7 separate regions of the Mus musculus genome follow, and all the other regions are linked to region 1. A link is a contact called in public HiChIP or PLAC-seq and promoter capture Hi-C data. All regions are on one chromosome and are shown on one strand. Each heading gives the region's core, a stretch centred on a gene start, on an enhancer-like site or on the middle of the called end of the contact. The rest is flanking DNA. Distances are from core to core; before and after follow the strand shown. Region 1 holds the start of Ankrd55 (ankyrin repeat domain 55). Region 2 holds the start of Cdc20b (cell division cycle 20B). Region 3 has its middle 19 kb from the start of Mcidas. Region 4 holds the start of Mcidas (multiciliate differentiation and DNA synthesis associated cell cycle protein). Region 5 overlaps Gm15286 (a long non-coding RNA gene). Region 6 holds the start of Mtrex (Mtr4 exosome RNA helicase). Region 7 overlaps Plpp1 (phospholipid phosphatase 1).

Region 1 (3,239 bases), core at 388-2,887:
CACCTAGCTCATCTGTCAACAATGTGTTGTATTTCTCCTCTGTATGCATGATGTGTGTGTTTGCTTGTGGGGTATATATATGTGTGGTATATATATATGTGTGGGTGACCATTTCAGCATACACATGTAGGGACCACAGTTGACATGAGTGTCTTTCTTGATTGCTCACCCTTTATATATTAAGGCACAGTCCCTCCATCAGATCCAGAGCTCACTGCTAGTCTAGCCATCCAGCTTGCTCCTGAAATCCTGTCTCCACCTCCCCAGCACTGAGATGACAGTCAAACTGCCACATCCTGGACTCTAAAAATGCTAAAGCAACAACTTGATCCACTGAGTTATCTCTCCAGCCTCTGCTTGTATTTTTAAATCAAATACTGCAGAGTATTTTGAAAGGAAGGAGCCCAAGTGGAAAAGAATAGCGATGAATAACATTGTTGGGTAAATAATAGTACTGCTGAGTCATAATAACAGTCCTGCTGAGTCATACTAACAGTCCTGCTGAGTCATAGTAACAGTACTGCTGAGTCATGGTTCTGTGAGGTGAATAACAGTGCTTGTGAGTGAGTGATATTACTAGTGAGTGGTAGCATTGTCATAGAGATGTGAGGCCCTTTTTTATGAAAAATAAATGACAGGCAAGTAGAAAATATGTGTCAAAAGATAAAAGAGAACTGCCTACAAAAGAACACAGAACATAGACTAGACCATTCTATATCAAAACAAATGTAAAGACTAAGAGTGTAGTTCAGTAGTTGACCACTTATCTAGTATATAATGTTTGGGTTTAATCTCTGTACTACAAAAAAAAAGTATTAATATAGCCATACGCAGAGGAAAAAAAGAAAACATTTCCAGCACTATGTCTAAAATCAAATATCTGTTAGTTAAAAAGAAAAGGGAGTTGCCATGATCAGTGACATACAAAAAGCCAGGTGCTATCACTCACCACCCAGGCTCTTGGAGGACAGATAGGAGAATCCTGGCTTCCTGCCAGCCAACCTAGGCACCCGGACAAGGCCTGGGTGTCAGGGAGAGACTCTCTCTGGAAAAAACAAGGAAGGTGATCCTGAAAAGAGATTCCTGATGGACCTGTGACATATACACGCTCAGGTGTGCACACATATAGATATAAAGCCAAAACCACAAAGGAAATGTCTTCATTTTGTAAAAACACAAACGAACTAGACAGATGTCTTCCCCTAGCAATAGACAGTACCACCGTATGCAAATAAGAGCAAGATTTCCCCCTCAGGTTTTTAACCCTAGAGGATGAATTTATTTGACTGCTTCTCGAAGCAGTATGGCTGGTGACTTGTCAGGCTTCATGCAGAATGCAGTAAGGCACAGCCTTGTGACTGCAGGCTGTTTGATTTAGTCTGCACAGATATTTGAACCTTGACCTTCAACCTTTCACTGCCCACCCTCAAAGTCTCTCTGACAGGAGGAGGTCACTGCAGGGAGCCTGAACCTCCCCCCATCCCCCCACCCCCAGCAGCAGTGCATAACTACTCAGCAGGGCACGTGGACTGCAGCCTCCTGCTACAATATTTACATCCTATTCCACTGAGATGGCCCGTCTCTGCTCACATGACCCAAATGCAGTTCTCACTCCACCAAGAACAAACAGCCAGCACGCAGTCTGCGCTGGCGGCTTTGCACATGCTCCGTCTGGCCCTGTGAATCTCACTCACTCATTGAGGTTTCTATTGGTTTAAAGCGACCTTCCAGTCGCCTCAGCCGAAGCTCTGAGATCTGCAGCATTTTCCTGGCCCAGATCCAAGGCAGGCACCCCCGTGAAGGCTGTCTTATTTTAGGGTTTGGGATGTTTTGTCTGTCTGCTTGGGGGAAGGGTATATAATACTCACACGTCAGTGTTGATGGTGAATGGGATTCTGAGAGTAACACTTCCTCCCCTGCAGAAAGAGTGTTTTTTATGTCTTTGCAAAGGTAGCCTTGAAGGCGCCCGGCAGATCTAACACACACTTAATTCTACAACGGGAGCTGACGCCAACGATGCTGAAGCTGACTGACGTTGGCTGCAGTGTGTGAAATGGTGTTTTCTCCTCTCCAGAGCCCTGACTGGGTTTTTTTTGCCGTTCTGATGGTAAACGATGAGACAGGCTACCATGGATTTCAGCACCTCTTCTGTGTTTGATCAGCACAAAGGTAACACGATGTTTTACCACTCCAATGGCGAAGAGATTTCCAGTTTGTAAGGAGAAGAGGAAAGGTGTGTGTGTGTGAGTGTGTGTGTGTGTGTGTGTGTGTGTGTGTGTGTGTGTGTGTGTGTGTGTGTGTGAAAACAAACCTGGTAAGGACTTGATAAGCTTTTAGGAAAAGAAAAGAAAAAAAAAGCTTACGGGCTTTCTGTCTTGCGGATGTATTCCTAGTCCTACTCTTTGGTTTGAGACATATCAGCTACTTTAGATAGTATCATCTTTATGTCATGTCATAAAGTATGTTAGAGAAAGCAATATCAGAATGCATACCGGGCCTCTTTCAGCCCGTAAATCTCATATTTCGTCACTTCAGCCATCACGAGGCACTGTGGATTCCCCTCCAAGAGAGACCTGACCCACAGACGGGTCCTGCTGATGCCACACCTCGTTCAAGACCGTGCAGTGACTTAATACTGTATTATTTAATTGCAATGGCAGAGTGGGTTTTTTCCCCCTACCCTTCATTTGCATACAGAAAGTCATCCTTCCACGGGCCAAGTAGGCTGTGAGATTCATTGCCATCATCAGACTCACAGCCTGTCAGTCTGTGTGAGTGTGGCTTTGCATGTGCTGTGTGCCTCCACACATGTATTTGTCATCTGTGTAATTAGACCATTTTTTCTATGTACGATGGAGGGGAATTCCCACACTTTAAATACAGCAGACCTTCCCAGAGCCTTTTAATGAAACGTACGGCATCTAACCCACTCGCCGCACTAGGATTCTGCAGCTTCTCAGAGCTTGGTTAGTTTCTTTCTTTCAGCTACACTATGAAATGGTGGCTTGCGGAAGCCTCATTAGCAATAGCCATTTCTTCTTTCTTTTTCCCAATTATCGATGCTTCAAGGCAAGGTCACCTCCTCTAGATCTGGCTTCGTGGCATGGGTAAATGATGTTTGCTCAATGGATTTCTCAAATAATAACATAGATTTAGATTCCTGAGGCAGATAGAGTCTTCTCCAATTCTTGCTCAGAGAGGGGGTAAAGAGGGAGAGAGAGAGAGAGAGAGAGAGAGAG
Region 2 (3,239 bases), core at 283-2,782, 750 kb after region 1:
CTGACAAAATGGGTAAATGCACACACACACACACACACACACAAACAGATAAAAATAATCTCATGTTTTTAATACATTGCTTGTTTTGGTTGACATTCTCCAACTGGCCATTAAACAATATACCTGACTCATGCAAAGATGGTTCACTTTGAGTCTTAATGCTTGCAGAAGGGATTTCCTGGGGCTTGGAATGAGTAAGCATTTGATCACACTGCAAGAAAAGTAGCATTCTTGTGGGGTAAGAAAGATATTCTAATACAAGCATTCTGACAAATCTCATGTGGGGTTACCAGCACACATTTTCAACCGTTGTCATTGGAACACTGGGAGCTGGGTTGCTACGAAGCCGGTATTTCTTGAATTTTCAGACGTACTAGAGTGGGCTTAAGTTATTGAGCAGTTTGAATCTCCTAGCCCCAGCATGCACAAAACAACTTATTAGAGTTAAAATGCAATCTGCTGTCACTTTGGGATGGGGACCTGGGAGCAGAGAACCTGGCTGCTGGACCTCCTAGGTTGCTCAGACAGTTTAGTCTCCTGCCATATGGCCCAGCTTGCCTTGGCAGCTCAGATGGGCAGGCAAGGCTGAGCAGCCCATCTGGCTCCCTGTCTGTCAGTCGTCTCCAGGTCCCTCCAGACCCTCGAGCAATTTCATGATCGATCCAGTCCTAGGCCTGGTCAGCTGTCTCACTGGCTTTCCTTGGCTCTTTCCCTCTCTCACAAACTTCCTGCTTATGAAGTAGCTCCCAAGATCCAGCAAGAGAACTTGGCCAGTTCCCCAATTCCCCAAGTGGACAGTGCGGATAATTTATTAATTGGAAATGTCAACGCATTTCTCGGCAGCCTAGACACCCCCCCCCCCTTTTTTGAGTTTGAGTTTGAAGACAGAGGAGTTAACATGCTCATTGAGAGACATGTTTACGTTCAGGAATTTTCACAAGCGATTATCACTAAGCAGTAAACAGAAGGGTGAGAATTACTGCACGCGTCCAAATTTGATAATCAGGGTGGGGTTGAAGAAAAGGAGAGGGGAACGGAAAAAAAGGATTAGAGTCAGTTAGGACGAAACGTTTTTGCTTTTGAAAACAACAGTGAACTCCAAAAACCCCGCTTCTCTACCCGCCGACTCCGCACCTCCTGCGGGCTCGGGCAGGAGGCTCAGGCCCGCCACTGCTCGCGGCAAAGCTTGGCGCTGCGGCGCGCGCCGCTCGGGAGGCCCAGTGCGGGGGCGCGGGTAGGAGGGCGGGACCCGAGCGAGCACCCCGACACCCCAGACTTGACGTCATCGAGGCGCTGGCCTGTGGCGGGACCGACGGAAGGAGGTTCCCGCTTTGATTGCCGCCCCGCGGGCTTTTTAAAGGTTACCCTGGGGAATACGCTCCAGGAGCTGTGGGAGGAGCGAGGGTCTCGGGGGTAGGAGGGCAGGTTTGATGGGTTTAGGGGGACGAGGCTAGCGGTTTGGGAAGTCGTGGTCCTGCTTAGCCCCTGAGGGGGAGAGGCAAGGCGTCCAGGAACAGCGCACTCACTCGGAGATGGAGTGGAAACTGCAACGCACCGCCCGGAGGAAGATCCGGACGGAAGAAGAGATGTTGTGGGTGCGTACCATCCTTTTCTTTCTTGACCCAACCCTCCCATGGGGCTTCTTGCAGAAGGTACGGTTTGTAATACCCAGTAAGGACCAAAAGATGCCATGAAATTCTACAGCCTAGTTTAAATTTTGAACGGTGTGAAATTTAAGTTCTGGAGATACCTGGTTGCTTTAGAAAGAATGAGTGAATCAGCAAACCCAGGATTCAAAACAATTCCCCACTCTCCGTGACGATTTTCCTAGAGTTTTCTCCCTTCTTATGTTAATCTATTTCCAAAGGAGAACATCATGCGGGTGCTCGCCAACGGCATGAAGCAGCAGCGAAATCAAGGTTCCCCCAAGGTGAGTTTTCTGGGCTTGCCCTTCTGTCTTCATTCTGATCTCGAGCAAATTAATTCTTGCTATAGAAGGCATTTGCAGGAATTATGGGAGAATTAATACAAATTAAAAACCTTTACAGAATCTGAAGACTTAAGAAATGGATTCTCACAACTGATGTAGCTACTTATACCTGCTTAGCGGGCGCTTCCCAGTGTCCGGCTCCACAGAGGATGAAGTGTGGGTGTGTCAGGCAGGCAGTGCATTGCTAGCTGGCTGTTAGAACTTTATCCCAACAGTTGCTAGCTGCACTACCCTCTGCTGCACTCAGAAGCATGCAAAGACGTGGAAATAGTGCCATCTGGTGGATAAGGAGGTGTCTTCAAGACAGCTACTAAAAGCTGGATCCAATATAGTATTTCTGCCCCTTAAAGCTCTAACCCAAAGCTTGCAGTTCTTTTTAAAAGAGTGTTCTTTTGAAACTCATTTTTATTACCTTGTGTTTATTTACCTGCACTTATATCTGTGCATCACGTGTGTGCGTGGTGTCCGCGGAGCTCAGAAGAGGGCTTCTGATCGCCTGGAACTGGAGTTTCAGGCTTTTGGGGGCCGCCCTGTTGGTGTTGAGAATCTAATCTGTGTTCTCTGGAGGAGCAGCCAGTGCTCTTTTCAGCCGCTGAGCCATCTCTCCAGCTCCTGTACTTTCTTTAATGGATGAAAAAGTTAAATCCTCATCTGACTCACATCTCTAGCACCACTTACTTCTCTTTACACCAAATAGCCCACATGCTTTTAAATTTAGATTATTAGCTAAAATCTCACCATTTGAATATTTTTCTAGATAACATACATTTTTCTATATTCAATCAGTGACGCTTGAAATCAAATATATAGCTGGCCTTTTAAAATGCAGTGACTAATGTCACCTATAGAGAAATAACATTTAAAAGCCTTTACATTGTGTCTTTAGTTATGTTTCCTGCCCAAATTATTTTATCTTCTAGATACTTTACTGCCTAATTCAATTGAACTTTTGTTAATTCATTTTTACTTTGCTAACATCTTTAACTTAACATTAAATTTGGAAAACCCAAGTATAAGAATACAGAGTTCTTAGTCAAGCACTTAATGCCAGCACTTGGGAGGCAGAGGCAGGTGGATCTCCCGGCTCCAGGCCAGCCTGGTCTACACAGCAGTTCCACATCAGCCAGGGCTACAAAAAAAAAAAAAAAAAAAAAAAAAAACACAAAAACAACCTGTCTAGAAAAAAATTAGCCAATCAACCCCCCACCCCCAAGGGGGAAAAACAAACAAAACATCAAAAACCACATTT
Region 3 (3,239 bases), core at 345-2,844, 720 kb after region 1:
AATAATATGATGAAAACGTTTTAGATTCTTGTCAAAAGTGCATCTATGAGACAATGTACATTTTTACAAGAAGATTTTATTTATTTTTATGTACATGGGTGTTTTGTCTGTATGTTTGTGTATGCCATGCCCAGGGAGGCCAGAAGGAATCCCTTGGAACTGAAGTTACAGAAGGTTGGAAACCACCTCGTAGGTGCTGAGAATTGAACCTAGGTCCTCTGGAAGATCAGCAGGCGCTCTTAACCGCCGAGCCATCCCTTCAGCATCTTTTCTGTTGTTGCTGCCTTGTCAGATTCCAGAGATTCTGGGTGCAAGCCAAGCCCATCACAGAGTCTATTGTTTTTTGGGTTTTTGTTTTTTTCTTTTCTTTTTTTTTTTTTTTTTTTTTTTTTTTGAGAAAACTACACTTAGGACTGAGGGGCTGAAAGATTTTGATGAGTAGCAATTTTGATGAGTCTCAGAGGAGATCCACAACTTGGTAAAATAAAACTTTGGCGATGAGTAATATCTGTGTTCCAGCTAGTGACTCCAGTGAACTGAGCCCTCAAGCTTAGAAGAACTGAACTTGCCTGAGAGAAGCAAGTAAGATCCTTCACACAAATGCACAGTTGGTTTGTGGGCTGTGGAAGGACGTAGGACGGACACTGGCAGGACAGACATCGGCAACTAGTTGACACACAGCCCTTCCTCCTTCTCCTGTGCAAAATGTAGGAGCTGTTTTACCGACTGAGTGGCAAAGTGTTGGTGCTTCACTGAAATATTGTTTTTCCTCAGTGACTTCAAAGCCCTAGAGACAATCAACAGTAGTTCCCATCTATACCAACACAGTGGCCCTTGCTATACAAAGTCATCTTAAAAGGAAAAATTTAAGAGTCAGAGACTTTATGATATTAATTACACTGTTTATATAGCTTTAAAAAAATCAAATTCTCTTTTCCTGGTGTGTGTGTGTCAGAGAGAGAGAGAGAGAGGGAGAGGGAGAGAGAGAGAGAGAGAGAGAGAGAGAGAGAGAGAGATTAAAAAGTGTGTGAGCTTTATAGTAATTTTGAATTCATAGTAAAAGTCAGTGGAAGGTATAGGCAGAGCAGCGCCGTGTATCTCCGCACTCCAGACATGTGTGCAGCCTCTCCCATTGTCTGGTTCTCCCATCAGAGAGACACATTTGCTGCAACTGGCAAATCCCTGTTACCATCTCAAGTTCTTGCTCAGCACTGTGCACGGGTTTGGAGCAAATGCATTCTGACAGCTCTCTCCAAGTACCGTAGTATACAGAGTGGTTCAGAGCCCTGGCCAAGCTCTTGTGAGGTATTTACTAATCCCTCCGCCCCTCCAATCTTCAATAATCTCTGTTTCTCCACTGTCTTCATGGTTGTACATATTCCATAACTTTATGAAATTGAAGTCATACAGCCTAGCCTCACACATTCAGCTCCTTTCCCTTAGTAATATGCATTTATGTCTCTTCTGGAACTTTTCATGTACTGATAACTCATTTAACCCTACTGGATGGGAATGATGTAAATGTCTACAATACCGAGTTTCTGGCATGGTAGAAATAGATGCCTTGTTGCTAAGAGCTAAAAATAACACCCAATCTGTTAAGTCTCGCACTAGCGTGACGTCAGCTGACTGCAAACGGCTGCCTATTGAGAATGTCTGTTTTGGTTGTATTTTGAAGTGATTTGGGGGACGGGATAGACCATGAAGCGAGCAATTGATGAGCTGAGCGCTTCAGCAGGCAAATGGTCAACTCGCTACTCAGTTCAACAAGTGACAGATATCTTACAGAATTCTGCGTCTGATGAGGGAGCATTTAGCAAGGAGTTCCTTTCTCTTTCTGATTTAAGTGACAACTTCCTTGATGAAGCACTGAGTAAAAGTGAAAGTGGTGATTCTGAAAATGAAAGACAGGGTGTTGGAAGCCAGGGGTGGGGGTGGGGGTGGGGGTGGGTGGGGACTGCCCGTGGCCCTCAACCAAGTGAGAGGGAGATTCTGGTGCCATCGAGGAGGGGTGGACTAGTGTAGTCTCCCCTCCCCCAGCCTGAAACCTGCTTGCTCAGGGGTGGAGCTTCCTGCTCATTCGGTCTGCCACGCCCACTGCTGGAACCTGCGGAGCCACACGTGCACCTTTTTACTGGACCAGAGATTATTTGGCGGGAATCGGGTCCCCTCCCCCTTCCTTCATAACTAGTGTCGCAACAATAAAATTTGAGCCTTGATCAGAGTAACTGTCTTGGCTACATTCCTTTCTCTCGCCACCTAGCCCCTCTTCTCTTCCAGGTTTCCAAAATGCCTTTCCAGGCTAGAACCCAGGTTGTGGTCTGCTGGCCGGACACAACAGACTAGGAACTTTGTGGCACCAACTGTGGATCTAAGCTTCAGTGTGGATGATAAAGGGCCAGTGAACATTCTAGGTCATTATCACTGAAGAAAGCAGGAGCATAGTTGGCCTTCTGTGCTGGGACAGTGTAGCACGCATGCTATGGAAGGATAACAAGCCCATCACCTTTATTTCCAGCTTCCACGATCCTACCAGAAATGGTGTTGTCAGTAGGAAGAAGGAAGGCACTGTTATTGAAGTAACCACACCAGAACCACAACAGGACCATGAAGCTTGCTACAACAAGCACACGGCGGTTTGGACAAGGATGACCAGATGATGGATACACCTTCGTCACTCATGTCCTCACTGCCGCTGGCCCCATCACTGCCAATGGCCACGTGTGTTCATCAGGTTCCTCATGTGGGCTTGTTGTAACTTCTGCACAACAAGGAGCTGCCAGACAGGGCTGGAGAGGTGGCTCAGCAGTTAAGAGCACTGTCTGCTCTTCCAGAGCACCCGAGTTCAATTCCCAGCAACCACATGATGGCTCACAACCATATGTAATGAGATCTGTCCTCAGATGTCTAAATACAGCTACAGTGCACTCATATACATACATAAATAAATAAATCAATCTTTTTTTTTTTTTTAAAGGAGCCACCAGACAACCTGTTTACATCACACGGTATGTTCAGAGAGTCTGCCTTGTGGAAACTTCCATACAACAACCCATCCCGAGGATAATTGGAACCTTGCCTCAGGGCATGACCCCAGGAAACCACTTCCCTGAAACTCTGCCTGGCGCTTAGAGTGACCATGTGTATGCTGTGTGCATGGAGATGCATCTCAGATACAACCATCACTCTCATTCAGATATCCATACAAAATCTCCACACAGATATTTAGTGTCTGGATT
Region 4 (3,239 bases), core at 355-2,854, 710 kb after region 1:
TACAGTGTACTTACATATAAATAAATTAATCTTTAAAAAAAAAAAAAGAAGAAGAAGAAGAAAACCAAATTGTCTAAGTAACAGCCATTGTACATACATACATAAGCTAACTCACCTTCACAACCCTGCTGAGGTAGGCCTTATTTTAAAGGCCTAGTGATCTGGTGGAGTTTAATCTCCATACTTGTGCGTTCTCACATGGAAGCCAGAGCGGTCTCTCTCTCTCTCTCTCTCTCTCTCTCTCTCTCTCTCTCTCTCTCTCTCTCACACACACCCCACAACCTCACAGCTCAGATGCACACCTTAACTCAGTTCTTATAAATAGGTGTCTCTAAGTCTTTTCACCCATTATCCACCACTGCTAAGAATATATTGATTCTTAATTCAGCTAATGGGTGCAAATCAAAAGGTCTTTCACATATATTACTTGATATAGGGCAAGAGCAAGGTGCCCAGCAGAAAGGTACACAAATTTCTATTTCAGATGCTTGTTTACATTGGACTGATCTGGGTGGTCCCCCAAAAGGTCCCTTCATCCAAAGATGCTCTATTCTGAGAGATGTCTTTTTCTAGTAGACTCAGATTCTGGAAGATGCTTCTTCCTGGGAGAGAATTGACTTGAAGAGATCTGTGTAGGAGGAGAGGCCAGCTGTAAAGAAGACAGCCAAATGCTGAGATAGTCAGCGAAGCCACCAGAATTTTAGGGGATTTGCAAATGTCCACAGTAGGGTTTTTCAGATACTGGAATAAATGTTCGTTCCCTCCCCTCCCCTCCCCTCCCCTCCCCTCCCCTCCCCTCCCCTCCCCTCTCCTATCCTCTCCTTTTCTTTTTTTCCTCCCTGAGACACACTTTTAGCGCAGGTTGGCCTATGAGCCAGCACGCAGCTCAAGCTAGATTCAAACTGGCTTCAGTACTCTGCTTCAGTACTGTCACTTTTCTTGATCCTTAAAAAAAGATGTGCTTAGGCACCACCATTTCCGGGAAAGTTACAAGGCTAGAGTACAGAGCAGAGCTTTGGCAGTAGGCGAGAATGAGAGATCAAATGAAATCCATACGTCAAAATCCAAAGTACTGTTCAGATTTAAGGGCAGTTTCTGTAATCTAGAGGCTGACCTGGGAGAACCCTTTATTTCCCTACTAGAACCTGATAGGCAAATTCCGGGAGTCTGGCGACGGTCACTCCACATTTATTGTATGCTTTGTCTTTAGAGTGGGAAGAAGAAAATCAAAGAATTGCTAACTTTTCTCATCCCCGCGGTCCGCAAACTGGAAGGCTAGGGACCGGTGGTGGCATCTGCGCTCTCTCTCCTATCCCCGCCCCCTTTCGCCTGGCGCGGCCAAGATGCCGCGGCGCCAAAGGGCGCTCGCGGGCCCGGGCCCCGCGCTCACAGCTCCCGGGGGAAGCCAGGTTGCCAGGTTGGTTAACGCCTCCGCCCGCGCGCAGATTGTCCCGGGCTGAAGGCGCCACCTCTGGCGCTCAGGCGCGAGCCGCCCCTCCCGCACAGCCCTTGTCCTCCAGGCCCTCCCTCTCTGCCCCTTCCACGCGCCGTCGCCCGCCTCAGGCACCGACAGGTGCCGCGGCACTGGGTGTGGGTCTTCATCCCAGGATGCAAGCGTGCGAGGGCAGCGCAGCCGGACGCCGGGCCTTCGACAGCATCTGCCCCAACAGGATGCTGGACCTGTCGCGGCGGACCCTCGGCAAGCCCGGGAAGCCGGAGAGGAAGGTGGGGATCCTCCCGCTGTGGTCCTGGCTCTGGGAGAGTCTGCCAGCCCGGCGCTCCGAACGCTGACCATGTGCATCCCCCGTTTCTGTGCCTGGCCAGTTCGTTCCTTCGTGGAAGTCCTTTTCGGGATGCGGTGGCGGCAGCCCGGTGGCGGTGTACGAGGACCCTCCGGACGCAGAGCCCGCCCCACTGCCAGGTGAGCCCCGAGGCACCTGCACAACCCGATTATCCATGCCGGGTGGGTGACGCGCACACGGTCCGCAGCCCCTTCTCCCCCTGGTTCCGAGGTCCTCACTGAGGGTCCTGGTGGCGACCTGGCAGAGGCTTAGGGTTCGCTGGGTGCCTGTCTCCCGATCTCCCCCGCGCAGCTCTCACAACCATAGACCTGCAGGACCTCGCCGACTGCACCTCGCTGCTCGGAACCGAAGCGTCTCCTAGTGGTGATTCGTCCGCGTCGCAGGTACTCTTTCCCTTGAGCGGATCACAGCCAACTATCGACCCAACCACCCAACCAGAAAACTGATGGGTTTATTTCCTCAAAGGTCTCAAGATGGACTGGGAGCACAGGTGCATTGAGCAGAGTGCAGCAAGCCAAACCTCCTAGACCCCAATTTTCCCCTCCCTTGTAGTATGTGCTTAAGTTCTCGTTTCCAGAGCCGGTCTGGCTGACATTTACTGCAGGGCCCCTTGTCATTCATATGAACAAGGCAATTTGGAGCTGGTGGGCCGAGGAGCTGTGAATAGAATAACTGTCTTGTTTGTCACCCACTTCCAGGCCCTCGGGAACCATTTGTATTTCATGGGTACTAAAGAAGTATGGAAGTCACTGGGGGAAACGGACAAAGGACTCTGTAAACAAGCTAGTGGAAAACGGTCCATCTTCAGAGATGGACGTTGGGCATCTGGCTGCTTAAAAAATCTTATTCTGCTCGCCGCAAAATTCTAGTTTCTTGCCGTCTTGAGGAAGAGAGACTCCCCCTCCCCTTCCTTCTAAATATGTCATCTTAACTCATCCAATTTCCACATCTTGCCATCGCTGACACATCCCAGTCAGAGGCACCTCTCAGCTCTGGTGCCTTAGAAGCCAAGGGCTTGATGCTTCTTTGGTGGGACATGAAGTGTCCAGAAGGACAGGTAGTCTTATCCAGGTGAAGGATAAATCCACAGGAAGAGGTACTTCCAGTTTTCTAACAACAAGTGCTGGGACCATTAAGCCCACTGGAACAGGCCCCTTACAGAAGAACTCTGCTGAATTTGTGAGCACCGCGAGGTATTAGTTGAGTAACATTTCTAAGGACTCCACTCCCAGGCTTTTACAACCTTGGGGAGAACTCAGAGTGATTCCAAACAGGGGGTGTCCAGGAGTAGACTCTTAAGGTAAGTGGTGGGAGTGGCTACCCAGAATCCTCAATGTCCAGCAAGTGCGGAGGTCATCTGGCCTCATACTTTCAGGAGGGAATACGGTACTTTGAAAGTAGGGCCAGGGGCTGGTGAGATGGCTCAGTGGGTAAGAG
Region 5 (3,239 bases), core at 492-2,991, 650 kb before region 1:
ATTTTTATTGGACTTTTCCTTCTCAGTCATATCAGCCTTTGATCTTTTTATATCAGCTCAATCCAGCATATTGTCCAGAAATTGTTATTACTTTTTTTTTCATCTTTAGTCCTCTTGAGTATGGGACCCAGCCAATGTCTGTAGAAGTCCCGAACAAACGTTGCAAAGTCTAAATAAATGGGTCCTACACGGCTTTGTTGACAAGGCTTACTCTCAGTTCTGTTTCCCCATAAGTTGATGCCCACAGTCATAAACGCTAGGATCTTAGGAGGTATCTTTGCTCATAAACGAAGCTGAAAGAAAAAAAAACGAGAAGGTGAAAATCAAGGCCAGATTGTAGGCACCATCTCCGCTTGTCGGGACTGTAGATACTCGGCCATGTGTGTTTGAGGAAAAGTTGATGCTTTCAAAATGAGGAGACTGTAGCAGATCCAAAGCCTGACAATTAGCATTTCTTCTGAGGGATTGCCACAGTGTGCATACAGTTTGAGAGTGTCTCCTAAAGGCCCATGTGTTGGGCAGGTGAAGATTCTACACTACCTTAGCGTGAGGGTATGATACACAGCCTCTAATGTAAGGAAGGTCCCGTGGGAAGCAAATGGGGACATGTCCCTCAGAAAAGACCAATGTGCTTCTCAGGAAAACCTGGCTCATTCTTTTAAAAAAATATTTATTTATTATTTGTATTGACGTTTGGCCTGCAGCTATGTCTATAGGCCACATGTGTACCTTGCCAGTAGAGGCCAGAAAAGAGTGTCAGATCCCCTGGGATTGGAGCTACAGACAGTTATGAGGAGTCATGAACATATTGGGGAACTGAGACCAGGTCCTGTACAAGGGGAGCCAGTGCTCTTTTTTTTTAATTTACTTATTTATTTATTATATGTAAAGTACACTGTAGCTGTCTTCAGACACTCCAGAAGAGGGCATCAGATCTCATTACGGGTAGTTGTGAGCCACCATGTGGTTGCTGGGATTTGAACTTCGGACCTTTGGAAGAGCAATCGGGTGCTCTTACCCACTGAGCCATCTCACCAGCCCAGCCAGTGCTCTTAACCTATGATCAATCTCACTAGCCTTCCCTGGTTAATCCTTTTGAGAGATATGTTATAGATAAACATGCCATGCAATGTTGCCCACACCCCATACAATTGGATGCTATCCACCACTAGAGCTCAGCTGATGCCAGCATTGTGCCATTGAACTCCCAGGACTGGGTAACAGATAAAATTCTTTATTTTATAAATGACCGACTTCTGGCATTTTGTTATAGATACAGAAAATGAACCAATATAGGCACCGTCTCAGTGGGGCTATGAAAATTCCTGCACTGCCCATGACAGGAATAGAGAATGTTCTGGACAGGAGTGGACCATGAATCACTGATTTAACGGAGGTCTCTCTTATTGCATCATAGAGAAAATGCAGATCCACTTTGGAAGTGAAGGGAATCAGGAGAATATTCTCTGGATTATCCAGAGTCATAACTCTCGTAACCAGCTCTGCCCAGGGCAAGATGCAGCATAGCAAGGTAGTTTTGAACATTGTAAACTCTGGATTCATGGCAGTAACACAAGCCTGGTCATTCACCAGAACCTAGGAGAAGAGGGTGGACTGAACAGATAAAGCTAGCGCAGTAGGTAAGGGGCAAGCTTAACAAAGTACAGATTAATACTATATGCAAATACCGAAGGCCTGAGACAAAGAAAACGAGCTGGCGGTAGGTGCCGCTTGTGCAATCTCAGACCCCACTGTACACACTTCCTTTGTGGTAATTACTGTCACCACAGCCAAACAGTCACTTCTCCAATCGTTTGTAATTATTTATCTCCTTAACTTCACAGTACATTTCATGAGGAGGTAGGTAGTGTCTGTCTTATCACCCCAAATCCTATACTGACAGACACACAGTAAATATTTATTGAGTAAATGAAGGGTCACAAACCAATCATGTACTGGGCTCTTTTGCATAATGTGCTCCTCATTCAGGCTTAAACTCTATTTTGTGCCTTCAGATTCACCAGCTGCCTCCTGTGTGCATAAATTAAACCCCACTGACAGTCATCTCACCTGTGGCTTTATGTACATGGCTTGGATCAGAGGGTCATGGACAGAGCCAAAAAAATAAGTCCTTTGGTTTTTGTTCTTGTTTTCTGTTTTCATCTTGGTTTAGTTTGATTTGGTAACTTTCAAATAAAAAGTAGATCCAAGCTACGGGAAAGTTGAAAGCAGAGAGAACTGCAGTTTTATATTAGTAATTCTCATGTTTGTTTGTTTTTCCATGATGGTTTTTCTGTGCAGCCCTGGCTGTTCCGGAACTTGCTCTGTAGATCAGGCTGACCTTGAATTCACAGAGATCCACCTGCCTCTGCCTCCTGAGCCCTGAGATTAAAGCTATGCGCCACCATTGCTAAGCAACCAACATCAGTAACTCTCAAAGTGCCACAGAAAGGAAATCTAGAATGTACCCTTTCATCTTCCTCTCTCTCTCTCTCTCTCTCTCTCTCTCTCTCTCTCTCTCTCTCTCTCTCTCTCCTTCTTTCTTTCTAAAACTGGGTCTCATTATGTAGCTCTGGCTGGCCTAGAACTCAATCTGTATAGCAGGCTGACCTCAAACCCACAGTGATCTATCTACCTGCTTCCTCTGCCTCTGCCTCTGCCTCTGCCTCTGCCTCTGCCTCTGCCTCTGCCTCTGCCTCTGCCTCTGCCTCGTTCCCAACCAGGTTGACATGACCTTGGCTGGGGACCCAGAGACTCCACCTTTCTTTTTGGGCTGAGTTTTTTTCAGATATTGTGATAATAAATTCCAGTTTAATGACTCCAAATCTTTTCCCATCATTTGCAATCAAGTCCTTTGGCCAGTACAAAATCTAAGTGGGACTTTCAGGAATAGTCACAGTCCCTGCTCCAGAGAGAAGACACACAGAGTATCCTTCTGTTCTCTGGGAGAAAGGCAAATTTCAAATATCCCTCCCTGTTGCTCTTTCCTTGGTATGTCAAAAGGCCCAAGAGAAGGGCTTAGGGGTTAGAGAAATGGTTCATTGTTTAAGAGCATTGGTTGCTCTACCAGAAGACCCAGGTTTGGTTCTTAGCAAACATACAATGGTTTATATCTGTAATTCCAATTCCAGAGGATCTGACACCAACTTCTGTACTTCGTTGGCACTAGGAATGCATGTGGTGCATATACACACATGCAGCCAACGCACTCATACACATAAAATAAAAATATTTAAAAT
Region 6 (3,239 bases), core at 355-2,854, 640 kb after region 1:
GAGTTCCAGGACAGCCAGGGCTATAGAGAAACCCTGTCTCAAAAAAACAAAAAACAAAAAACAATAATAATAATAATAATAATAACAAAATAAAAATAAATAAAAACACTGACCACAAGCAACTTAGACAGGAAAGGACTTAATTCAGCTGATGTGTTTACAATCCATCACTCAGAAAAGCGAAAATGGGAACTCGGAGGCAGAGACCACAGAAATGCTGCTCACGGGTTTCTATAGCTCCATCACCCAGTGCAGGCTCACCTGCCCAGGAAGGTACACACCATAGCGCACTGGGCTGCCCTCCCACATAAATCAGCAATTAAGAAAATGCTCCAAAGACTTGTCCAAGGGTCAGTGTGGTGAAGGAAATTCCTCAACTTGAGAACTGAAGGTAACTGACAATAAGGGAAATTCTGTGTCTTCTTTGTGTGGCGCCTACACTTGAGCATACAGTGGAGGCCAGAGGACTTCCAGCATCCTACATTACTCCCTTGAGACAGCGTTTCTCACTTATACAACCAAGAGGCTAAGTTAGCAACCAGCCAGGCCCAACAATTTTTGTCTCTGTGCCCCACTGTGCTGGGGTTACAGTGCTCACACTTTTTATGTGGGTACTAGAGATTTGAAACTAGGTCCTCATTCTCAAACAGAAAGCTGTCTTTTACACTGGCCATGTCCTCAGCCCTAGAGCAATGATTTTTTAAATTAATTAATTTATGACTGGATTCCAGGTAAGAAGCAGAAAGACATAGCTTTTTTTTTTTTTTAAACCAGTACTTTGCAACTACTCATGTAATAACGGACCGAATCAATCATCAAGTGTAAAACGCTAACGGAAGAGAAAACTAGTTTGACCGAGTGTCATAGGGGCACTCTGGGAATTCCAACCCTAAGGACCTGAAATAAGAGGATCTCGAGTTCGAGGGCTGCCCAACTTACATAGCGATATCCTGAATCTGACTTTATTATTATTATTATTATTATTATTATTATTATTATTATTATTAATTTATTTTGGGAAAACTACAACTTGGAGATTAAATCTCTTCCTTCGGTAGCGATTTGCCTTCGCGGTTTAAGAACCCCCTACATGTCTTCCCCCTTGGCTCATCTAGTGCCTCGCTGCTTAAAGACTATGTGAGAGGTTTTGTGGGTGACAAGCCCCGCCTCGCAAGCAAAGCCGTACCTGGCCTGCTAAGCTGGGGTTACAGCCAAAGCATGGCCTAAGGAAGCCACGCTGCGGCCGGACAGGCACGAACACCGAGACCGCCCTCCCTCCCGCAAAATCAACCTTTCCTCTCTCCCCAACGGTTTTTTTTTTTTTTCCCCTCAATCTCCTTAGCCTCTTGACTCCATTCAAACACTTTCTGTGCTCCTCGTCTGAGTCGTGTTTCCTTTACCGGCATCAAAAACAAGAAGAACGAGAAGAAAAAGAGCTCAGAGGTTTTCCTTACCCGGCCTTGTCTGCAGACCCTGGTGGCCCCTTCCATTTCTCTTTCTCTTTGTCTTTCTTGGCTCCTGCTGCAGAGGTCGAATCATCCTCGAAAACGCTGAAAAGCTCATCCCCGAAAGCATCCGCCATCTTTCGGAACTCTGAGACCGAATCTCCCTCCTACCCAAGAGGCCCCGCGACCGTACCCTACAGTGACGCCGAATGGGGGGACTCGACGGTGGCCCGGAGGAGTCAAAAGTGAGCGAGCCTTGAGCCCCGCGTGACTTTTCTCCTTTCTAGTCTGGGTCCTGCCCCTTTTCTCTTCCAACCACTGCGAGTCCGGCAGTTCAATGACTAAAAACTTAGCGACCAGTGGCGCACGACAGCAGCCATGCCGCTCGCTCCCGGGAGCCGAGAGGCGGAGTCTGAGGACACGGGCCAATTGAGCCGGAGCCCCAGCCGCGGAGCCCGGATGGAGGAGGCTGGGTGGAGGCGTGGGAGCCGGCAAACGTGAAGAGCTCTCGGGCTTCTGCTGTGCCGCAGCGGGGATCTGGATCTGGAAGACTACTCTCCTGCAGCTGAAACATGGGCGGCAAAAATAAGAAACACAAGGCGCCGGGAGCTGCGGCGATGCGGGCCGCCGTGTCTGCTTCCAGAGCCAGAAGTGCAGAGGCCGGAGCTGTTGGGGAAGCCCAGAGCAAGAAGCCGGTGGCCAGGCCGGCGCCCGCCGTCCCCACCGGCGCCCGGGAGCCCCGAGTGAAGCAAGGTAAGCCCTGACCCAGTGCCCAGCCTTCTGCCCTCAGACCCTGCTTCTTGTCCAGCAAAGACTCACAACGTGAGCTGATGAGATCCAAACTTAGACATCTTCCACACCTGAGCAGTGGGTGGGGTGGCCTTGTAGATCGGTCTAAGGGCCTTTGGCCATTAAAGTTACAAAAGTAACTCTGTTACAGCGTGGCTTCGCCTTTCTAACTCACTCTTTTTTTTTTTTCTTTCTCCTTCTAAGAACGGAGTCATGGCATCTGCTGTTGTTCAGCAGGAATCCACTCTGAGCTGTCAGAACAGCCGCTCCGCTAGTTAAGAGAGTTGTTAAGGGAAGTGCTTCTGGCTTGATGCAGCTCCATGTTCTGTCAGATCTTAATGTCTTCTTCAGCATCTATCTACATAAATATCCTTGTATGTTCCAGAAAAGTCAGTGTTTCCTAAGAATAACCACACTTTACACATTGGACACTGGATTGACTTACAGTAAAATTCTATGCTTGTCAAATCCTTGCATTTTTTTGCTTACCCTGCAGATTGATTTGATAACTTGAAGGTGATTAGTTACGGCCACTCTTTCAGCTAGTTTCAAAAACATCAAAATTATATGTTGTTTTGTTCTGTTTGATCTGTTTGCTTGCAGTAATTTTTTTCTATAACAAAAAACTTGCAAGCATATGTGCTTATTGATACATAAATACCAAGCATCTGACTGGTGATAATAAGACCGAAAAAAATGGAAACCTTCGCTCCAGAGCAGCTTAGGAATCTAATTTACTAATCACACAGACAGTCGTGCTTTATAGTTGTTAAGCTTCAGAGAGAGAGAGAGCATGCCCATGAGTGTTTAGCAGGGTGTTTTGTTTCGGTTTTTTTCCCCCCAATGGTGAGGAGTCATGAAAAGTGATAGTTGAGCTGAAATTAGAAGCTGTCTAGAAGTTAATCCTGTAAAGCATGGTAGGAATAACATTCCCAAGATCTTGAGTTAAGAAAGAGCTTGGAGGGGGCTGGAGAGATGGCTCAGTGGTTAAGAGCGCTGACTGCT
Region 7 (3,239 bases), core at 304-2,803, 570 kb after region 1:
TTTTCACATAGTTGTAATGCATGTAAATTTGTAGATTCTTTTTTTTTTCCGCCCCTTTGGTCACAACATTAGTATTTTTAAAAAATTAGAAAAAAAATCCATTGTGGTTGGGCACAGTGACACATGTGACCTAGCACTGGGAGGAGTGTGAGTTCCAGGATAGTGTGAGCTTTGGAAGGCAGTCAATGAAGAGTCATGTTGAGTGGGCGCATAAAAGTGAATTTGACCTCAGGATTTATAATCAACTGTAAATGTTTACTTTAAAAAAAACAGTGTAAAAATTGCAGGTGTCATATAACATTCAGGGCTACAACTTCAAGCCGTTACTAGGCAATTTTTGGATCCAGCATTCTGAAAATTGCGAGGCTTTCTTTCCTCTTACAGTAATGTAATTTGGTGAGGAAGCAACGGGGTCCAGACTCAGCAGTTTGTCTCAGAGCTTCTGTCTGAGACAAGCCTTGGTATAGCTCTGCCACGGGAGGTGGGGTTCATTTCAGAGTAGCTAAGAGCGAACACCACTCTAACGTTCTCTCTCTATCTTATTAGGAAAACTTAGCACTTGTTCCAAGGAACCAGCCCATGTTCTGTGCTCTAACAAGGACATGGAGGGCTGGGCTGGGCAAGGCGCTAACACCCGTAGGGCTTTATCCATAGCACTCTGCGGGCTGCTCGGATTGGCTTTTGAAGTGCTGGGCCAGACCTAGCTGGGTCTGTGGCGTTCTCACGATCTGAGCATCAGTGCCTCTGTCCTTCAGATGAACCTAAGGATCTGTTTGGGTTACTATTAATGCTTTGTATTTTATACTTTTAACTCTTGTAATTTCAATGTAGGAAAAATATGGAGTGACCACCGCTTTAGAGGTAGAGGCCTTGGTAGGGGCTGCTAAGGTCTAAGCTTTGCAGATCCCCTGACAGGGTTTGATTCCCGTCACCTAAATAGTGGCTCAAACTGTTTGTAACTCTAGTCCCAGGAGACTCAACATCCCATTAAGGCCTGCAAGGGCACCAGGCATGCACATGGTACACAGGCATACATGGAGGCAAAACACCCACACAAGAAATAAAACAGACAAGTGGAACGCAATAGGGGAAGACAACTAACATAGACTTTGTCCTCAATATGGTATATGAATATATATATATGCACATTCTTATCCTCACGTGTGCACTTAACATAGAGATAAAAGTCTAGATAGGAGCTGGAGAGACGGCTCATCGGGTAAGAGCACTGACTGCTCTTCCAAAGGTCCTGAGTTCCATTCCCAGCAACCACATAGTGGATCACAACCATCTGTAATGAGATCTGATGCCCTCTCCTGGTGTGTGTGAAGACAGCAACAGTGTACTCATATAAATAAAAAAAAAAAAAAAAAAAAAAAGTCTAGATAGGTTCCTTATAAACCAAGTCATTTCTGGAGAAATCCTGATGTTTCATGGTCTTGGCACAGTAGAGCTGTTTACTTGATTAGTATAGAGGCCAGGCTTTGAGTTGAGCCCTGCACAAACAGCAGCTCCTGGCTTTCCTCTTTATATAGAACACAGCCTGCCCTTTCCCTCCCACATTCCTGAGGTACCGACTCATCTTGTTTCTTTGGGCATTTTGGCATTATAGGTCAGTCCCAGGTTTGGGTGGAGACACAGTTATTTTAAGTCTGAAGACTCCTGACACTTAGATATTAATTTCTAGTTAACATTTCTCCTCGAGCCTGCCCTTTGACTATTGTTGCGCCCTGGCAGGCAGCCCAGTCCTGAGCTCAGTCCGGCGCTGGAGGGGACTCAGGGCAGAGCTGCTTTGCTCTTGCTTTGTGACTATCCTTGAATTTGATTGGCTCCAAAGATTGCAGATTTGCATGACTGTCAGAGTAGCCTTTAGAAGACATTGAGAAATGTATCGGTGGCTTTGTTGTTGTTTTTGTTTTTTGTGGATCTATCCTATTGAGGTTTCATCATGGCTTGTAACAAAATCCGTTACACCTTTCCTGCCACAAAAGTGCATAACTAGCCTTGCCTTCCCAGGTACACGCCCCCACCTATCTCACCCCTCCCAGGTACAGGCCCCTGCCTATCTGACCCTTCCTGGTGCCTTCCTTGAGCCTGGTGGTGGTAGTCATGGAGCACTGGCCCTGGACCACTTAGCATTATGTCTCTTGAAGATCTTTTAAAACTGGGGAGAAGCACTGAGCAGGTGATGAACTCATGGCTCAAAGACAAATGTAAATTAGGGTCTCCATGAATGGCAGAGATGCCAAGAGAAGCCTGACCAAATGCCTGCTTTATACTCTTCTCCTGGCCAGATTCATTCTCAGATGTAGGTGAATCAATCTCTATAGCTTGTTCGGTGTATTTGTGTTGAGTAGGCTGTTAGTGTTGTTCTGGCCTTGGGGGTTTTTCAGTAAAAGGTCAAATATTTAGACTTTAAACATTTTTATCTTTCCATTCTAAAAATAGCTTTCCTCCTTTTATAGTGTTAGAAATCATATTAGCCCCTCCTGCATACACATATCAGTTAAGTACCACTGAGCTATAGACATCCTCAGCCCCCAGATAACTGACCCCTTGACTCCAGTTTAAAATGGTAAGTGGGGGAACCTGAGACCATAACACTATTAACAGGGTCAGCCATTAGGCAAAACAGAAAGAAACCAGCTGCATTGCCCAACAGTCTGTTTCCAGATGTGGTATCATATCATTTAATGGAAACTAAATATAATTTCAGAAATTGTAGTGTGGACTGGCTATACCCTAACTTAGGATAGGTGCTTAGGTGCTATAATCCATCACCACAGACCAGACAACTTATGAGCAGCAATGTGCTTTTGACAGACCTGTGTGAGTCAGGTTCTAGGAGGACTAACTGGCTGCACACTTCTAATGCAAATGGTATGGCAACTCCTGGGTCCCATTAAGGAAGGCTCTGCCTCCATGACCCAATTACCCTGGCAAAGGCCATACCTCCCACTCCTGCCTCTATGGTTGTCAGGATGTGAGGGCACAGTCCTTGGTGATACTAGCATGGGGGAATCCCCAAATTGTCTCAAGTGTTTAAAAAACCAGCAGTCTTGGTGGTAGACTGTCAGCATGAATTTGGAATCATCTGAACTTTTGCTGCAGGGAAATTCACCAGGTTAGTCCACCACCTTCTCCAGGTGTAACCACTGGTTAGTCGGGTTCACTCCCAAGGAGTAAGAAGCTGCCTGTACAATCTGTGGTGTCTCAGATAAACCAAGAGGAGCTTGTGT

What was found. Promoter capture Hi-C pulls out the DNA fragments that hold promoters and counts their contacts. HiChIP or PLAC-seq counts read pairs in DNA pulled down with a chosen protein or histone mark.
Region 2: a promoter capture Hi-C map of liver shows a contact between it and region 1, with 5 times the contacts expected there. The contact joins the promoter of Cdc20b here to the promoter of Ankrd55 in region 1. A contact is called at or near these places in 12 of 39 promoter capture datasets (the 3T3-L1 cell line, 3T3-L1-derived adipocytes, the HPC-7 cell line and 6 more), 4 of 15 datasets of contacts at CTCF or cohesin (embryonic stem cells, large pre-B cells, pro-B cells and 1 more), 19 of 484 Hi-C or Micro-C datasets (B cells, CD4 T cells, the CH12 cell line and 6 more), 7 of 115 datasets of contacts at active chromatin or transcription factors (CD8 T cells, T-cell acute lymphoblastic leukemia, embryonic stem cells and 1 more) and 1 of 9 other capture datasets (embryonic stem cells).
Region 3: a promoter capture Hi-C map of hematopoietic stem and progenitor cells shows a contact between it and region 1, with 2.4 times the contacts expected there. The contact joins the enhancer-like site here to the promoter of Ankrd55 in region 1. A contact is called at or near these places in 11 of 39 promoter capture datasets (the 3T3-L1 cell line, 3T3-L1-derived adipocytes, the C10 cell line and 7 more).
Region 4: a contact with region 1 is called in an H3K4me3 HiChIP or PLAC-seq map of stem cell-derived neural progenitor cells, with 6 times the contacts expected there. The contact joins the promoter of Mcidas here to the promoter of Ankrd55 in region 1. A contact is called at or near these places in 5 of 39 promoter capture datasets (3T3-L1-derived adipocytes, the C10 cell line, the HPC-7 cell line and 2 more), 3 of 115 datasets of contacts at active chromatin or transcription factors (embryonic stem cells and stem cell-derived neural progenitor cells) and 1 of 9 other capture datasets (embryonic stem cells).
Region 5: a contact with region 1 is called in a promoter capture Hi-C map of hematopoietic stem and progenitor cells, with 2.7 times the contacts expected there. The contact joins the enhancer-like site here to the promoter of Ankrd55 in region 1. A contact is called at or near these places in 14 of 39 promoter capture datasets (the 3T3-L1 cell line, the HPC-7 cell line, the SN4741 cell line and 9 more), 1 of 115 datasets of contacts at active chromatin or transcription factors (large pre-B cells) and 4 of 9 other capture datasets (adipose tissue, embryonic stem cells, liver and 1 more).
Region 6: a contact with region 1 is called in an H3K27ac HiChIP or PLAC-seq map of embryonic stem cells, with 4 times the contacts expected there. The contact joins the promoter of Mtrex here to the promoter of Ankrd55 in region 1. A contact is called at or near these places in 11 of 39 promoter capture datasets (the 3T3-L1 cell line, 3T3-L1-derived adipocytes, the C10 cell line and 6 more), 2 of 484 Hi-C or Micro-C datasets (B cells and regulatory T cells), 1 of 115 datasets of contacts at active chromatin or transcription factors (embryonic stem cells) and 1 of 9 other capture datasets (pancreatic islet).
Region 7: a contact with region 1 is called in a promoter capture Hi-C map of trophoblast stem cells, with 3 times the contacts expected there. The contact joins the enhancer-like site here to the promoter of Ankrd55 in region 1. A contact is called at or near these places in 11 of 39 promoter capture datasets (the 3T3-L1 cell line, the C10 cell line, the HPC-7 cell line and 6 more), 4 of 484 Hi-C or Micro-C datasets (the HL-1 cell line, bone marrow-derived macrophages and embryonic stem cells), 1 of 115 datasets of contacts at active chromatin or transcription factors (embryonic stem cells) and 2 of 9 other capture datasets (adipose tissue and macrophages).

What each region holds. Positions count from the first base shown.
Region 1 is chr13:112,286,814-112,290,052 of GRCm38.p6, forward strand. It overlaps Ankrd55 (ankyrin repeat domain 55), which reads left to right and starts at 1,638. Exons shown (of 11, transcript NM_029898.3): 1 at 1,638-2,169. The coding sequence starts at 2,115.
Region 2 is chr13:113,033,847-113,037,085 of GRCm38.p6, forward strand. Cdc20b (cell division cycle 20B) reads left to right here and starts at 1,533. Exons shown (of 12, transcript NM_001281487.1): 1 at 1,533-1,595; 2 at 1,868-1,930. The coding sequence starts at 1,533. It overlaps Mir449c (microRNA 449c), which reads left to right and starts at 2,137; the gene lies at 2,137-2,245.
Region 3 is chr13:113,011,652-113,014,890 of GRCm38.p6, forward strand. No RefSeq gene overlaps it. Among named protein-coding and RNA genes, the nearest start is that of Mcidas, 19 kb to the left of the region's middle. Within about 2 kb of position 1,595, at least 103 of the 459 cell types and tissues checked have an H3K27ac peak or open chromatin away from gene starts, as enhancers often do. A contact at or near this core is called in hematopoietic stem and progenitor cells, liver and pre-B cells, where this site is marked.
Region 4 is chr13:112,992,264-112,995,502 of GRCm38.p6, forward strand. Mcidas (multiciliate differentiation and DNA synthesis associated cell cycle protein) reads left to right here and starts at 1,605. Exons shown (of 7, transcript NM_001037914.3): 1 at 1,605-1,725; 2 at 1,825-1,921; 3 at 2,094-2,185. The coding sequence starts at 1,609.
Region 5 is chr13:111,638,735-111,641,973 of GRCm38.p6, forward strand. All of the region lies in intron 3 of Gm15286 (a long non-coding RNA gene), which reads left to right. Among named protein-coding and RNA genes, the nearest start is that of Mier3, 46 kb to the right of the region's middle. Within about 2 kb of position 1,742, at least 60 of the 459 cell types and tissues checked have an H3K27ac peak or open chromatin away from gene starts, as enhancers often do. A contact at or near this core is called in the HPC-7 cell line and hematopoietic stem and progenitor cells, where this site is marked.
Region 6 is chr13:112,925,776-112,929,014 of GRCm38.p6, forward strand. Mtrex (Mtr4 exosome RNA helicase) reads right to left here and starts at 1,605. Exons shown (of 27, transcript NM_028151.2): 1 at 1,455-1,605. The coding sequence starts at 1,582. Dhx29 (DEAH (Asp-Glu-Ala-His) box polypeptide 29) reads left to right here and starts at 1,905. Exons shown (of 27, transcript NM_172594.3): 1 at 1,905-2,198. The coding sequence starts at 2,018.
Region 7 is chr13:112,860,463-112,863,701 of GRCm38.p6, forward strand. All of the region lies in intron 4 of Plpp1 (phospholipid phosphatase 1), which reads left to right. Among named protein-coding and RNA genes, the nearest start is that of Plpp1, 61 kb to the left of the region's middle. Within about 2 kb of position 1,554, at least 59 of the 459 cell types and tissues checked have an H3K27ac peak or open chromatin away from gene starts, as enhancers often do. A contact at or near this core is called in the HL-1 cell line, adipose tissue and trophoblast stem cells, where this site is marked.